Regions from separate parts of the Mus musculus genome. Here region 1 is linked to region 2. A link is a contact called in public ChIA-PET data. All regions are on one chromosome and are shown on one strand. The core of a region is the stretch at or near the end of the contact, and the rest is flanking DNA. Distances in the headings are between cores, read along the strand shown.

Region 1 (3,580 bases), core at 451-2,950, 450 kb before region 2:
AAATATGCAAACTGCCTTCACATGCCTTAATCGTTGGGTCTCCATGGACCATGGGAAGAGGGCAGGCCAAGTATAACTAAGGACACCACAGTGGATTAAGCTGCCCACAGCATCTCTCATAGAGATAACTTCCTCCTAACTTGAATTGGGCTGGCCCTCGTATATAACCAATAAAATGCGGCAATTTTTTAAAAATTTTATTTTTATTGAATATTTTCTTTAAATTTCCAATGTTATCTCCTTTCCCAGTCCTCCCACCCCCGAAAACCCCTATCTCATCCTCCATCCCCCTGCTTCTATGAGAGTGTTCCCCCACAATGTATAGGCTGACACTCTCTCACCCTACTGAGCTTGCTCTGATCCCTCCTGGTTTCCTATTCAAAACAGAACATGTCTCAAGCTCAGATTTCCACTTGAGTACTTTCTGCCCAAGACGCCAGCTGGGTAGAGCTGTCCAGTCATCAGGTCAGCAAATGACAGAGGGGTGTCAGGCAACTGAACCAAAAGTGCTTGCTACACCTCTTCTTCCAGACTTGCGACCAAGTGAACATGCCTCTGCTGGGAATGGTGCATGAGTTTAATGCAGATGGATCTCCTTATGGCAAGGCCTGAGGAGTTGGGTCCCCACATGGCAAAGACCTATGGGATATTGGAACAGAATCTCCTGGCCTTTCCCCAAGGAATGCTTGGTTCGCTTTTGCCTTGCATTTGTGTGTTTGACTTTGTTATTGGAAGTATTTGCTTTTACTTTGTTTGTGACAGATGTTTCTCTAGAATCAGAAAGTTTGGACTGTGATTCATTCCTATTTGTCTCTGAGGCCATGAAAGTGGAATAGACCACTACTCCTGTGTTTGTTAATAATGATGCGGTTGGTCAACAAGAGGGCCTAGTCTGTGTACACCAGCTAACATCCAGATGTTCTCTCCTTATGGTTACTTAGTTCCAACAATTTGCCCTACAGTGCTGTTCCAAACAATAGTTACATGGGTATTAAAAGCTTAAGAAGGTCTTTCTGGATTGTTGGTTCCAAGACTTAACAGGAATATTCAGAGGTTACACCAAGCAAGGATGAGCAACTGACTCGGTTTACTAATTTGCCCTGGGCACTAGAGGAATGAGATTTCCTAAGGGGACAGGCTAGGTGTCAATAATTAAATCAGAATTTCTCGGGTATGTAGTTTATCGCCTCTCTGTACTGTATCCTCAATTGGTTATGTATCAATGTGCTGGGTTAGATATTAGCCACGTGCTCAATCTATATTTCATCTTTCTTGATACTGTTCATGGGTTAGCAGGAAACCGTGGCGACTGAGAAGGAAGTACAGTGTGCACTTGGTTGAACATAGGAAGTTCTTAAAAGAGACGTGGAAAACTAGATGTATAAATAAAGGTAGTCTGAGTTGTCTCGGTGTCAGAGTATAGTATGTGAACTGCACTTCCTGGTCCAAGTCTTCCGCCGATTCCACACATCCTCCTTCATGTTCTGAACCCGACCCAGGATTGACTGCCGGCGACAAAACACCACAGAGCAAGTGGGACAAGACCCTGACAGTTGAGAGGGATAATGGCCCGTTGCGCAAGCTGCGCGTGCGTGCGTGCGTGCGTGCACGTGGGCGGGGCTGCGCGTGCGCCGAGCTGGAGGTGGGCGGGGGCTTGGCACGGCGCGGCCTTCCGGGCGGCCCCTGCGGAGGCGGTCCTAAGCTGGTTCCCGCCGTCCGATCCCGCCATTGGCGGGCCGTTTGAATGACGGAAGTGACGAGAGCCGGGTCATGGCTGTCCCGCAGGTACCCAAACGGCTGCTGGGTAGCCGGCCGGGTGCGGGTGCCTGTGTGTCGTGAGGCCAGACCACACACGCTGTCAGGTGAGTGACGGAGGCCCGCCAGGGTTCTTCTGGCTGGCCGCGAGCAGGCTGGCGAACCTTCCGGCCCTTTAAACCGCCCCGAGGCCGGCCCTACAGAGAGCTCGGCCTTTCTGAGGCATCCGCCACCCGTAGCTCTTCTGGTACTCTTCCTACACTCAAGCTATGAAAAAAATGGCAGTCTCATTCGAGAGTGTTAGTTCACCCTGTAATCCCAGCACATGCAAGGCAGTGCTGAGGCAGGAGAAATGCCTCGTGTTCAAGACCAGCCTAGGCAATAAACCCTACAGCAGCGAATGGTTGTCGTCAGTCTTACATTAGAATGTGTTCGGCGGTTGGGTAGTAATTAAGCCACACGTACATATAGTACAGCCACGTGTGGTGGCTATTACCCCCTTACACGGAATAAAGTTAACAAGGCCCAAGGGATTTGAAACTTGGCTTCTGCCTTTTGCTAATGAATGGCTCTTGCATCCACATCTATTAATTTTTTGGTTACTGTGTGTCAGATACTGCCTAATCCTTAGAAGGAAATCTATCAAGATAAGCCCTACTGTGTCCATCATTATTGGACACTTAAAACACAGAACTTGAAGAGTCCACATGGGTAGAAATGACTAGTGAACAAGCCAGGTAACAGGATTCTACTTAATAGATGCAGGAGGAATACTTGTCTCCTATGGAGGACAACTTAAAATGTTCCTCTCTTGGAGCCTCAACCATCCTCAGGAGTATTTTCTTAAGAATTCAGTGGAGTGTATTGGAAAAGGCTTTTTTTGTTTTGTTTTGTTTTCCGAGACAGGGTTTCTCTGTGTAGCCCTGGCTGTCCTGGAACTCACTCTGTAGACCAGGCTGGCCTCAAACTCAGAAATCCACCTGCCTCTGCCTCCCGAGTGCGGAAAAGGTTTTCAATTCAAGCAATTACTACTGTTTGACATTTGTTCTTCGATGAAGTCATGACTGGGTCTGCCATGTAGTACTGTATATGGATTAGTCACTTTCTCGTTCAGTCCACGCTGAATTATTTATAAGATGCAAGACAGTTTTTTAGACAAAAGAGATGAGGTGATGAATAAGATCATACTTGTCCTGACCACAATTGTGATAAAGAATTCTCTGTGAAAAGGAATGGTTTCAAGCTGGGCATGGTGGCGCACGCCTTTAATCCCAGCACTCGGGAGGCAGAGGCAGGCGGATTTCTGAGTTTGAGGCCAGCCTAGTCTACAGAGTGAGTTCCAGGACAGCCAGGGCTATACAGAGAAACCCTGTCTCAAAAAAAGAAAAAAAAAGGGGGTGGGGGTGTAGTTTCTACCAGGTGACCCAAGCAGCTCATTGAAACAGTATTTTTAAGTTGTTATATTTGAGCATTAAGAGTTTTTAAAACTATAGCTACTATCACTCAGTTATTAAGACCCTGTCTACAAAAGACGAGTAATAATGAAAAGCTAAAGGAAAAGCTATCCCTATATGAATATAAATAGTCTCTAGTCTAGGTGAGATGCATATGTGAAGGTCATTCATAGAGGACAGCTCCTTAGCAGCATCTGAGCTCAAGCTAGCAGTAAATATCCAGTAATACATTTGCCTGCCTCATCACTGTAAAGAGACCAGGGAGATGTGCACTCATCTCAGTTAAGATCGTGGCATGCTGTGCTAGGAACAGGTTGATAGCAGAATTACTTGGAAAGAGTTTCAAATGACACCAGTTTTCACAGAGCACA
Region 2 (3,151 bases), core at 486-2,985:
CCTGCCCCTCTTCCCCTGGTCTTTAATCTGTTGCTGTTTTCGGCTGCTTGAGTGGCTCCATCCACAGCCAGCCCTGATTTAGCAGCCTTCAATCGGAAAACAGATTTCTCTGGAAGACTGGGACAAAATAAGGCAAAATGAGCTCTGTTCAAGGGCCTCACAGCACTTCTCTAGGGACAGATGCTTGGCCTGGAGCTCTCTGCAATCACCCCTCCCCCACTGCACCTGCATCCATGCTGGCTGCAATTTTGACACAATTCCTATAGCTCTGTCCTGGAGGTGGCTAAGAGAGTCCTCCTTATCTCTCTCCCTCCTTGTGGAGGACATTTTTCCATTCCAGTAATGACTCGTGTGACTCATTTTTGGATTCTTGCTCTTGCCACATCCACAGTCATTTTAAATTTAATGTTCAGTTCCAAAACGCTTACTTGTCAAGACTTGTTGCTCCCTGGGTGTCTATACAGGACAGACGTGAGTACCTGCCTCTGCTGTCCCTGTGGACACCGATACAAAAGAGACCCTCGAAGCAGAAATGCCTTTCCATTTGGCCTCTGGCTTCAGGAAATGAGTCTCAGCTCTGTTGAAGACCAGACATGCAAGTTGGGCTGATAACCATTACTGCTCTGTTCCGGAAAAGCCAACACACCCCCACCCCCAAAGTCTGACTGTGACGTTTAATTTTTTTAAAGATCTGGATAGTTTCTACCCCTCAGTCCTGGGGGCATCCCCCTCACCTGGTTCATAAGCATTAAATATGGAGTCAAACAAGCCTTTCTCAGATTCTAGCTCCATCAACCTCTGTCCGAGCCTCAGTATCCCCTACAAAAGAGAGTGCTCATTTGGGGTATTCTTGCAGGCAGTAAGCCAGACTGTGTACCAGTGCCCTAGCCTCCAGCCCCGTGACTAGTCCTCGTGGATGTTCAGTACTCCATACCCACGCATGGAAACTGCTATTTTCCCTGCACAAAATCAATGTGCTTTGTACATTGACTGGCAGCTGAACACCGTGTGCTGTACTTTGTCTTCCTTGGTGGAAATCACAAGGAATGTTTTTATTTATTTACTACTTTTTGTATGAAATTTCAGTGATTTTTGGCTACTTTTCCTTTGGAGACAGAACATAAAAGACAAGCAAAGTTATGGGCATCACCTCCAATGGGACCTTTGGAGCAGCGATCAGACCAGGCACAGGGTGCAAATGCAGGCTGCCCCTGGTGGCCCTGAGGGGCGGCTTTTGTTTCAGCTTTGATTGTTGCTTAAATTCTTGGCTGGCCAAGCTGCCTGTCTGTGCACCTGCGTGCTGCTAAGCTAGACCCGGATGCTGTGGGAGGATTCTGTTACTCAGAGGCCCCAGGGGTCTGAGCAGAGGAAGGGACCCGAGGAAGCTTCTGAGAACAAAAGATGAAGGACTGTTAAGACATCCCTGGGCTGTGAACTTTTCATGATCCCTCTCACCCCACCCCCACCCCCCACCCCGCCGGACAGATTCTGCCAACAGCTCTCATTACAGAGCAACAGACTGATAGAATCTAAGTTATTTCCAAGTTCTCACAGGTTAGAAGCAGTGCTGAGAGTTGAACTTGCCACCCACTTCAGGGATCTCTGGTACCACAAGGTCTTGTTTCTCTCTCTCTCTTGGAGGCAGGCTACTCAGGTCTAGCTACTGGCGGCTCTCCACACCTGTAGCTCATAGAAGCTGAAGGCTGATAAAAGGGCAGTGGGTGGAGCGCCCTCAGCCCGCTCACCTCTTTGGCATCAGGAGGAGCAACAGGAGGGCCCTGCCTTGAAGGTACATCTGAAGACAATGCTGAGGGGGCTGGTGTCTTTCCTCTCTTCATCTTACCTTCCCGGTCTTTCAGAATAGTTGTTCTTTGTGCAAACTTGGAGCTGGCTCTGTGGAAGAACAGTCTTGGGTTTGGAGTTCAGGATGGGTTCTGCAGAAGAGTCTGGGTCTCTAAGTCACATCTCAGACATCCTGAGGTAGACTACTACTCCGGCTAAACTGCTGATGTGTAGGGCAGGCTCCCAGCAAGCCTAGGTGACGTAAGACCCATGAAGTCCTGGCAGTGAGGACTGACTGGAGCCCTCCTGAAGCCGGGTTTGCCCTTGTTCTAGCAGAGGGGCGATCTCTCTGTCCAGCCTCTCCACCACCGCCCCCCATTGCCAGTACAACCCAGAAGAGAACTGGAAATGTATCAGCAAACACCAAGGTACAAGCCAGCCTTCGTGTTCCTGTGCTAGGATGAGGGCTTAAAGGTGGAAGTCTCCTCAGCCCCTAGCCCTGAGAGGCCAGCAGGGGTCTTAGGCTGTCTGTTACAGCCTGACACATAGGGTGTCTCTGAGATAGACTGGGGTTGGTTGAAATGAGCTAAGGAAAGCTCATTGGTTGAAGGGTCAGGGTGGGGATGAACTACTCTGAGGAGCTGGTGTGGACCCTTCCTAGGGAATAGAACTAGGGTTGGCATGTGATGGATAAAGCTGGCTTTGACATCCCACCCCACCATGTTCTTTTGCCATAAGGAGAATCTGTTTACTGGGAATTGGTTACTTGGCCAAGAGGCTGGCTGTGGGCTGGGATTAAAGCTCTAAACTTCGAATCCATATTATTACCAAACTAGCAAACTGTATCTAAGTGAGCAGCTTAGATCCATTCCTTGCCTGGCCTCCTCTTCAGAGCTGCTGTTTGTTTGTTTGTTTGTTTTTCTTTTTCTTCTCTTTTCCCCTGTTGGTCAGTTTGCTTTCTACATTCCTGCAATGGTTTGTAATGAGTGCCAGATCCAAGTCTTACTCTACATTCTGTGATGCTGCTCTACACAGAAGGTTCTAGGAGCAGCCAGAATATTTCAGCAACCTAAGGAAGCCTTGGAGCCCCTCCTCCCTCTTCAGTGCCTGGTGGTTGGCAGGAGTGGGGTGGGTGTTACCTTCCTGGTCTTTCAGAAGACTAGGTTCTCTTTACCATGGGCTTCTCTCTGTGGCAGGTCATGGCACAGTGGTGGCAGATCCTCTTGGGGTTGTGGGCAGTCCTACCCACCTTGGCAGGGGACAAACTGCTCAGCGTCTGCATGAATTCCAAGCGCCACAAGCAAGAACCTGGCCCAGAAGACGAACTCTACCAGGAGGTACAGAGCAGCGCTGGCCCAGGGGCTAGGGC

The links. ChIA-PET counts read pairs in DNA pulled down with a chosen protein or histone mark.
Region 1: an RNA polymerase II ChIA-PET map of memory CD8 T cells shows a contact between it and region 2, with 8 read pairs. The contact joins the promoter of Cep295 here to the promoter of Izumo1r in region 2.

The regions. Positions count from the first base shown.
Region 1 is chr9:15,355,908-15,359,487 of GRCm38.p6, reverse strand. It overlaps Cep295 (centrosomal protein 295), which reads left to right and starts at 1,700. Exons shown (of 27, transcript NM_176976.4): 1 at 1,700-1,862. The coding sequence starts at 1,745.
Region 2 is chr9:14,902,351-14,905,501 of GRCm38.p6, reverse strand. It overlaps Izumo1r (IZUMO1 receptor, JUNO), which reads left to right and starts at 1,735. Exons shown (of 5, transcript NM_022888.3): 1 at 1,735-1,789; 2 at 2,979-3,119. The coding sequence starts at 2,982.